Linked DNA regions of Sander lucioperca: region 1 is linked to region 2. Evidence: chromatin contacts called from public Hi-C data. All regions are on one chromosome and are shown on one strand. Each heading gives the region's core, a stretch centred on a gene start, on an enhancer-like site or on the middle of the called end of the contact. The rest is flanking DNA. Distances are from core to core; before and after follow the strand shown.

Region 1 (4,004 bases), core at 1,158-3,657, 140 kb after region 2:
GGCAACAGCGTTGTTGTCTGTTTGCACACTTTTGAAGGAAGTCTTCGCAAAATGTCTGTGTATATTATTTTTTTCAAACTTATTTTTGAAGTCAAAAACACCAAAAGTAACAACATTAACCCTGTTGCCATGAACCATGTACATATCTTTACATACTTTGTGTATATTGTCCATGAACGGTAAAAACATCCATTAAAAAAGAAAAAAGAGGGGAGGCAAACCAACTGCCATGTTCATTATTCCAAAGAATATGTTATCCTTTTTGTCCATCTTGCAAAGCATAAATAATTTCTTAGTCTTAGAAGAAATGTCAGTCTTTTCATCTCCTGGATCGTTTTGGTGATTTCAACTCTAGTGTCTGCTGTAGTGTAGTTAGATATAACTTCTAATGCAGTAAAAAAAAATATGACGCTTTAGAAAATACAGACTTTTGTGTATGTTGTGATATTGTGTTACTGTGGGACTGTGTGTTCCTGGCTTTCCTGTTTACTGTGATGAGTTCAGGTTCCCTCTAAGACTGCATGTAAACCAGACTCTGCAGAACAAACCTCAGTTTACCTCCATTATTCCTCCACTGGTGTTTTTTATTGGTATTTGTTGCATTTCAACATCTCGTGTTTACAACAGAAAGTAATTTACATCATCTCAGCTCTAAACAAGTACTGAAAATGTCACATATTGAATACATACTACAAAACAGTGTAAGAGGTGCAGGAAACATTTTCCTTTTTTGTGATCTGCCTGTGTGTCATAGATGAGGAGCCAATGCAAAATGTCATACTGTTTGATAGAATCATTTTGAATCAGCACACGGTTCTGTAGGCTTGTTTCCTGTCCTCTGATCATTCCATGTGTGGGCAGCATGCATCCTGCAGATTAAATCCGAGACATACACTACATCTTGTTATTGTTGTGTAAAAAGCCACCAGGTGATGGATTTTGACAATGCAGCTGTCTTTCTATTGTTGCAGTTTTTTTTTTTTAATGTCATGTAGCTGCTGAAATTACTCCAAAATTAAACATTGGTTTGTTAAAGGACAACTCACAAACAATGACATATTCCATCTTTTTTTTTTAATGTATTTCAATGCTAACAATGAAAAAGTAAATACACCCGGAAGTGTGCATACAGTAAGACATTAGTTTTTCAAAATATATTTCCATTATAGCATATGTTTAGGGGATTTTTAGGGGATGATTTGCTTATGAGTATCGCTGTATGTATGTAATGTACTGTATGTCTGCAACCCTGTCAATAGAATATTTGATAAGGTTCAATTGTCTTGAAAATGGGATGTTAAAGGGTTAATATAACATTTCTGGAATTTCCTTTGAATGATAAAAAAAAAAAAAAAACTTTATTGTAGCTTTTAATCATGTAGTAAAGCAGTCAAATCAATAATGGAATAACTATCACACTACGGGACTTTAACTTGCAGCCAATAATTTTTGTATGTTTGTTTATTTGCACAGGTTAAAATCATATGAATGACATAAAAAATAGCAATTCATGTAAAGGTAGGGGGAAACAAATAAGTTTCTTTAAGTAACATGTAACATGTAACGTGTGAGGATTAAATGACATTTAATTGAAAAACTAATTAAATATAAATAAAGTTTCTTGAAACAAACAAACCGGGGTGCAGATTTTAGTGGGGGAGCAACACTAACAAATAAATACAGGCTATTTCCTTCTTTTAAATTCTAGTTTTTGGTGTTCTGTTTCTTTAATAGATAAAACGGTGTACTTTCCATTTACAGCATGGTACTTTCCATAAAAGGAGTCAATGGGACAGCTGCTTCATGCACACTTATAATAACAATGTTCACATTATCCGTTTGTTGACACTTAACCTGGCAACGTGACACGGAAACATTTTTTATTTTATTTTAATCAAGAACATTAATATTACAAAACAAGAATGGGACAATGTACTCATCACATAACATATCTAATATAAAAACGTGACAGTAATTAAACTTTATAAAAATGAACTAAATTACAGGGGACATTTGATGATGCATACTATGAAAAATGTATACACATATAAAACGATATTTAATAAGCCACATACCAGGGTGATACAAATTACAATTAATTATAAGTTATAACAAAGGAGGTGACGTTTTGCAGTAGTTTTATGGCTTTTTGACGAATTTCAATGATTTGACAAAGTATTTTATTTCATTAATAACCCCCATGGAATTAGGCTTTCTGTTTTCCACTTACAAATATGGATGTTTCTTTCCCATAATAATGACTGTATCCATTAAAGAAGATATGTGGTTGTTAAAATTTTCCATATAAAATATGACATCTATTAAGCTGAATATGGGAATACTGACATTGGAAACATAATAATGAAACATGTTTTCCTGCATTAGGAGCTGCAGGATTATTGGTACTGGGGCCGGTTTAGGGGCTTCTGCTGCCCTCCAGCGGCGCACAGGCGCAGCTACAGTCCGGCTGGGTAACCTCCTCCCCGGCCGCCGCTCTGTGTTTGTGTATGTGGAATGCGGGTCAAGCGGAACTCACGGCTGTGCGCTTCACATCAAACTCAAAACACCGGCTTTCATCGGCCTGACGTGCTCTGTATGTACCGTCCAATTTATTTTCAAATATACACTGGTTTAATTCGTGTGCATATCTAACAGAATGTTCTTAACGGGCTATTTGAACGAGTTAATATTTCTAGTATGGTCGCACTAGCAGTCCACTAGGAAAACGCGACATCGTCATTTAAAATGGCGCCAAAGGTTAACCTCAGCCAGTGGATCGCTGGTAAATCTGCAACACTGTGCACCCTGCTGCTGGTTAGCAACACAGATAGCACAACAACACTGCCGTATTAGTTAGTTTTCAGCGTTCATGGATGTGTTCGCGTTGATTTCAGGTAGTTTGAATCAATTATTGACCCTTAACCTTTGACAGATAGGTGGCTGGGGACTGTTTGATAATACGGGCGCAGCATGTAAGCAGCGCTGGCTAATGCTAAATGCCAACTACATTACATACGTGTAGCCCCCAGCTAACAAGCTAGCCACTGTTGCTAATGCTGCATTCAAGTGGTGTTGATAGAATCGGACAAATGTATTTCAGACTGCGAAAATTCACGTAAATGCCCTCTCAACTCGGAACAACAACTCGAAAAGTCGGCGAAAGTTTTGCATCATAGGACTTACCGAGTTGGCGTCACATTACGCAGTAACAAGGCGGACAAAAGTAAATGTGAGGTTAATGGTAAGACTTTTTATTTAATTCACATAGTGCATATACATTTTAGCTCACATGGAGGTTAACGTTAATTTGGAATATGATATTAGGTTGTAACAGTAAGTTGCTCTCCACGTAGAGTGACATAGATTAGTTAAAAAAGTTGTTAATTAGCATTAACCCTAATATATATTTCTGTGGTTTTCGGAAACGACTTCCCAACGGGGTAACGGGAAAATCCGAGGAGCACATGATTGCAGCATAATCACCAACGTCAGCTAAATGTAGCTAATGTGCAGAGTAGAAAACACGTATTTAAGCGTAAACCCTTCTAATATGAACCAGTCTCTGTCTCCATTTTTTGCAAAAGTTATTATTTTAAGCAAACGGGCGTAGCGGAGCATTTTGAAAAAAACTGTTATCATAAACAACATTTCCACTCGATGTGGAATGTGTGGGTGGGCCCGCATGTTGCATAATAACGGTTGTGGGGAGATTAGCGCTGGCTAACGTTAGCCACCTAGCATGTGCAGTGTGGTTTAAATAATGCAACGCTATGTGGTCTGATTTAAAGCAATTAAGTTCATATCGTAAAAACACAACATTGCCTTGCGCGTGTTACCATGTTGCCGGGGTAACCACCAGCTGGTTTAGCATGCTAGCTAAAGTTAGCCGCTAACGTTACTTTCTGTTGCATGTTTGCTGGAAGAAGGGGCGTGGCTAGCCTGCTGTTAGCCTAGCCAGCTAAATTGGGGTTATCACCTTCCCCCCTTGTGCGTGCTATCAGCAG
Region 2 (4,102 bases), core at 682-3,181:
CCTGAGCGTATTGATGAGCAGCACGGAGCGACGCAGGCTGAGCTCCATCCCGGCCTGGTAGCCCTGGAGCTTCTCCATGCACAGGGCGAGCACCAGCTGACGCTGCTGCAAGTGGCTCATGTCGGATTTGGACGGACCCACGAGGAACCCATCCTCATCTCCCCCTTCCTCCCCATTCCTCTCCTTCTCTGCAGCAGCAGGGAGGTTCTCGGCCTCCAGCTCCTCCAGGCAGCTCCACTTCCGCTTCACACCGCGACCCAACATCGACCTACATTAACACATATATAGATTACCAGTTATACGTGACGTACAGTGCATTCGACCAATATGCATTTTAAAGAACGATATATACACGTTACTGTAGTAATGCAGCCGATATTAATGTCTTTATATTTTTTACATTTCCAGGAAAAACACCACCATTATTCAGTAGGGGTGTAAATCACAAGTTGTATCACAATAGTATATTAATTCTTAATTAACATTTCCAGACATTTAAACCAAAAACAATTCTTTTTTAACTAAAAGAAAAAAGTGGGAATTTCAAAATAAAGGCACAGCTTAGAGATGTATCGATATTTTTACTGTGCATTGATATGTCCTATGACTGTATGTGTGCATGTATTTGTATTCATGTGTACATATTAAGTGTATGTGTGCGCGTATGAATGCTATATAGCGCGCATATATATATATATATATATATATATATATATATATATATAGTATTTCGGAAGATGTTTTTGTAATCATTTTAACATGGACTCTTGGGCAACCTGCCTTGAGCTAAAAATGGTATAAATAAACAAATCAAAGGAGAAAACCTAAGAAAAGAATGGTTGCCAATTCATTTTCTGTACATTGATGAGAGACACAAGCCCCTGTGATATGTAAAGCTATTGATAGAGACTTTCTGTCTGCTCAACTGACAGCAATTAGGAAACCAACTTTACAAACAGTAGCTTAAACCAGGTGATTCTTTTTGGGAACACTAAGACACATTCAGAATCACATCAGGCTGCTTTGCTATGTAATGGACCTTGTATCCAGCTTATGTAACAGCACCCAGCCTAGCAAACATGGCTAGTTTCCCATTCACTTTCAATTGATCAGCTCCATCATGAACATCAGAAACAGCCTTACAGGCAAATGCAGCTCAAACGGTACACGGTGTACGGGGTGGACGAGTTTTTTCATTTAAGACATTTGTAAAGTGAACATTATAACTCTTATGACTCACTGTGAGACACCCATGCAGGCTGATAGACTTTACTCATCCATACAGACATGGATTAGTTAGTTAGTTAGTTAGTTGTAGATCACTGTCTCTCAATTGTTTTCCAAATAACAATTTGACTCACATCTAGCCCCTTTTGATGAGATTTTAACCCCCCTCATCGGAAGAGATTAAAAGCTGCTTGGTCTTATTTAATAGAGGGATGAACAACTGAATAAAGTAAATATATATATATATGAAAATACAATTGCCACTCTTTATAGTAGTAAAATAAGAGAATAATTTCACTCAATCGTCCTTAATTTTGCCCCGGACCCCCAAGTGCACCCCCTACCCCCTTAACGGACTTCAGTTGGGGAAACACTATCTTCGTTTAAAGACAAAACTTGAGGATATTTTAAGTGAATAATAAAAAAACGAGGTTAATAAACTACCTTAGGAGCTCATGGGAAGTCTCATGAGGTGTGTGAATCCGTCGTGTTTTCGGCTCGTTTCGTCGCCGCGTTCCTCTGCTATCGTGCCCAGGAAGATGAGGAATGTTCAGTCCGTCCACACACAGCAGCGGGGGGAGGAGGCCGAGCCGCGGAGTAGAGAGAGAGAAGGGGGGAGCGCCGGAGCTCCCGGGCGGCTGTGATTGGTCAGCTCCCCAGCTGATCAAGCATCCACCTCCGCCACTCACGGGGCATCGAATGTGCGTCCGTTTGTTCCAACTGCGAGCTGCCGCTGCGTTCAGGTGCGGCTGAAATATATCGGAGCACACGTGAGCGACGAATTTGGTCAATGTGACCGGAGAAATGTAGATTTAATTAAGAAAGAGGGTCTGTTTTGACCAATATGTGAAGAAGTATGAATAAAAATACTGATCATAGTGTTACATACACATAAATATAGACACTAAAACTGAACTGGACAAATTAATAGTGTAACCGGCATCACCACAAGAACCACTATGGTTGACAGTGGTGGAAGCTGTATTTACGTTGTTAACTTAAGTAAAAGTACCACAGTGTAAAAACACTCCGTTACTAAAAGACCAGTATAATCTGCAAGTGCCATATGTACAAGTACGCATTACGCCGTAAAATGGCCCTTGTCAGTGTTGTTACTAATGCGATAACATGTAAGAAACATTTTCATGTAGTAGCTGGGCAAGGTGGAGCTGATTTTAACTACTTTACTTTGTACCTAAATGTAGAAGAATACGTCATTTTTCACAAACTAATCACGTGTACTATGTAATATTTTGTATCTATAAAGTAAATAGTAACTACAGCTGTTAAATGAAGAGGAGTAAAAAGTACAATAGTTCCGTCTGAAATATAGGCCTAGTGGAGTAAACGTATAAAGTAACATCAAATAGTCTGGTAAAGTACACCTGTGTGTGTGTGTGTGTGTGTGTGTGTGTGTGTGTGTGTGTGTGTGTGTGTGTGTGTGTGTGTGTGTGTCATGTGAGTTTTATATATTCTGTAAAACTCACATGACACACACACACATATATATATACATATATATATATATATATATATATATATATATATATATATATATAAATAAATGATAATGTATTTCAAAAGTATGTATCAAAATATAAACAAACATCTATCAATTTATCAGTTAGAAATATCTAGAATGCACAGAGTTGCAGTGAGCACCTGAATGCAACATTTTAAAGAGACAGATGACTCAGAAGAGAGGGGGAAGGACGTGACCGGAAAGACGGGGGAGGGCAAACACCAAAAAAGGAAACTCTTCATTCACGTTTTTCAATCTCTTCCTCCTGAAGCTCTCACGGCTACACTTCTACTACTTCTTCTTCTTCAGAACAGAAAGTTAATATTCAATATTTTGAAACTATAACATTCATTGTTTGCTGACCTACATTTTGGGGTGGACAGGGCAATTGCATGCACATTAAAATCCACCTTAAAATGCTGCTGATTTGTGCCAAAAGATGTTTGAAAAATACAGAAAAATAACGAGCCTTTTAAGTAAATTAAAAGTCTTATGCATGCAGGATGAAGTTAATAACAGGTTTGTTGGTTTACATTTTTTGGTTGTAAGTCGTTTTTATGGTAGTTAATTTGAATTAGTTTAATTGTCGGTTAAACGGGGGCCATTTTGTTATGTCCAGCCAAAATTTTTTCTTTGTGAGAAATGGTTGTCTTGATTTATGAGACGCACCTGAAAGCAGCATGAGACCTGTGACCTGTTAGCACTTTTTAACTTAATATGAACCCATTCATGTTTTTAAAGGAGGCGCAGTCGTCTGATAGCACACACTTAGTAACTACTTCCGGACTTTCAAGTGCATCACTGAAACACTGCATGGATTTCCTGCATTGTATTTACTGTTTTCTCTGTTGCTGCTTTTTAAGACACAATAGTCTCTTTCTCTAAGGACTCCTTTTTTTTTCTCGGGCTGCCTTTTTGCTGAGTCACCGAGAGGCCATTAATCTTTAACTATGGGCAAACGAAGACTAGGCGGCAGGCCAACATGCAGAGTAAGCTAGAATTTTATGAACAAATACCTTTTGACAGTTTCAGACAAGACTTTGTGCATGTTTAAGAATAGGAAAAGTCTCTCTTCAGTAGACTAAAAGTAGCATTCATTATTAATAGAAAATTGCCGCTATGAACAGGTTCCTTGTATGCATGTCCTGAGCTGCAAACAGACAGAAGTCCTGTTTTGTTGAATCCAACTCTCTGCATATCTAATGCAGAATTTCACGGTCCAAAGTCATGTGAACGCACGTGAGGATAAAGGTCCTGCTGCAGCCAAGTGGCAGCCGAGTCACATCTAATTCACTTTTTAATGTTCACGTTTTTACAAAATAAATCTACCCACAAAAACACACTCAACACATG

The links. A called contact is a pair of places that touch in the nucleus more often than the background predicts.
Region 1: a Hi-C map of liver shows a contact between it and region 2, with 4 times the contacts expected there. The contact joins the promoter of jade1 here to the promoter of si:dkey-177p2.6 in region 2. A contact is called at or near these places in 2 of 2 Hi-C or Micro-C datasets (liver and muscle).

The regions. Positions count from the first base shown.
Region 1 is chr18:4,134,699-4,138,702 of SLUC_FBN_1.2, forward strand. It overlaps jade1 (protein Jade-1), which reads left to right and starts at 2,408. Exons shown (of 11, transcript XM_031280440.2): 1 at 2,408-2,593. asmt2 (acetylserotonin O-methyltransferase 2) reads left to right here. Exons shown (of 10, transcript XM_035994380.1): 10 at 1-574.
Region 2 is chr18:3,994,775-3,998,876 of SLUC_FBN_1.2, forward strand. It overlaps si:dkey-177p2.6 (SERTA domain-containing protein 3), which reads right to left and starts at 1,932. Exons shown (of 2, transcript XM_031280456.2): 1 at 1,672-1,932; 2 at 1-268. The coding sequence starts at 264.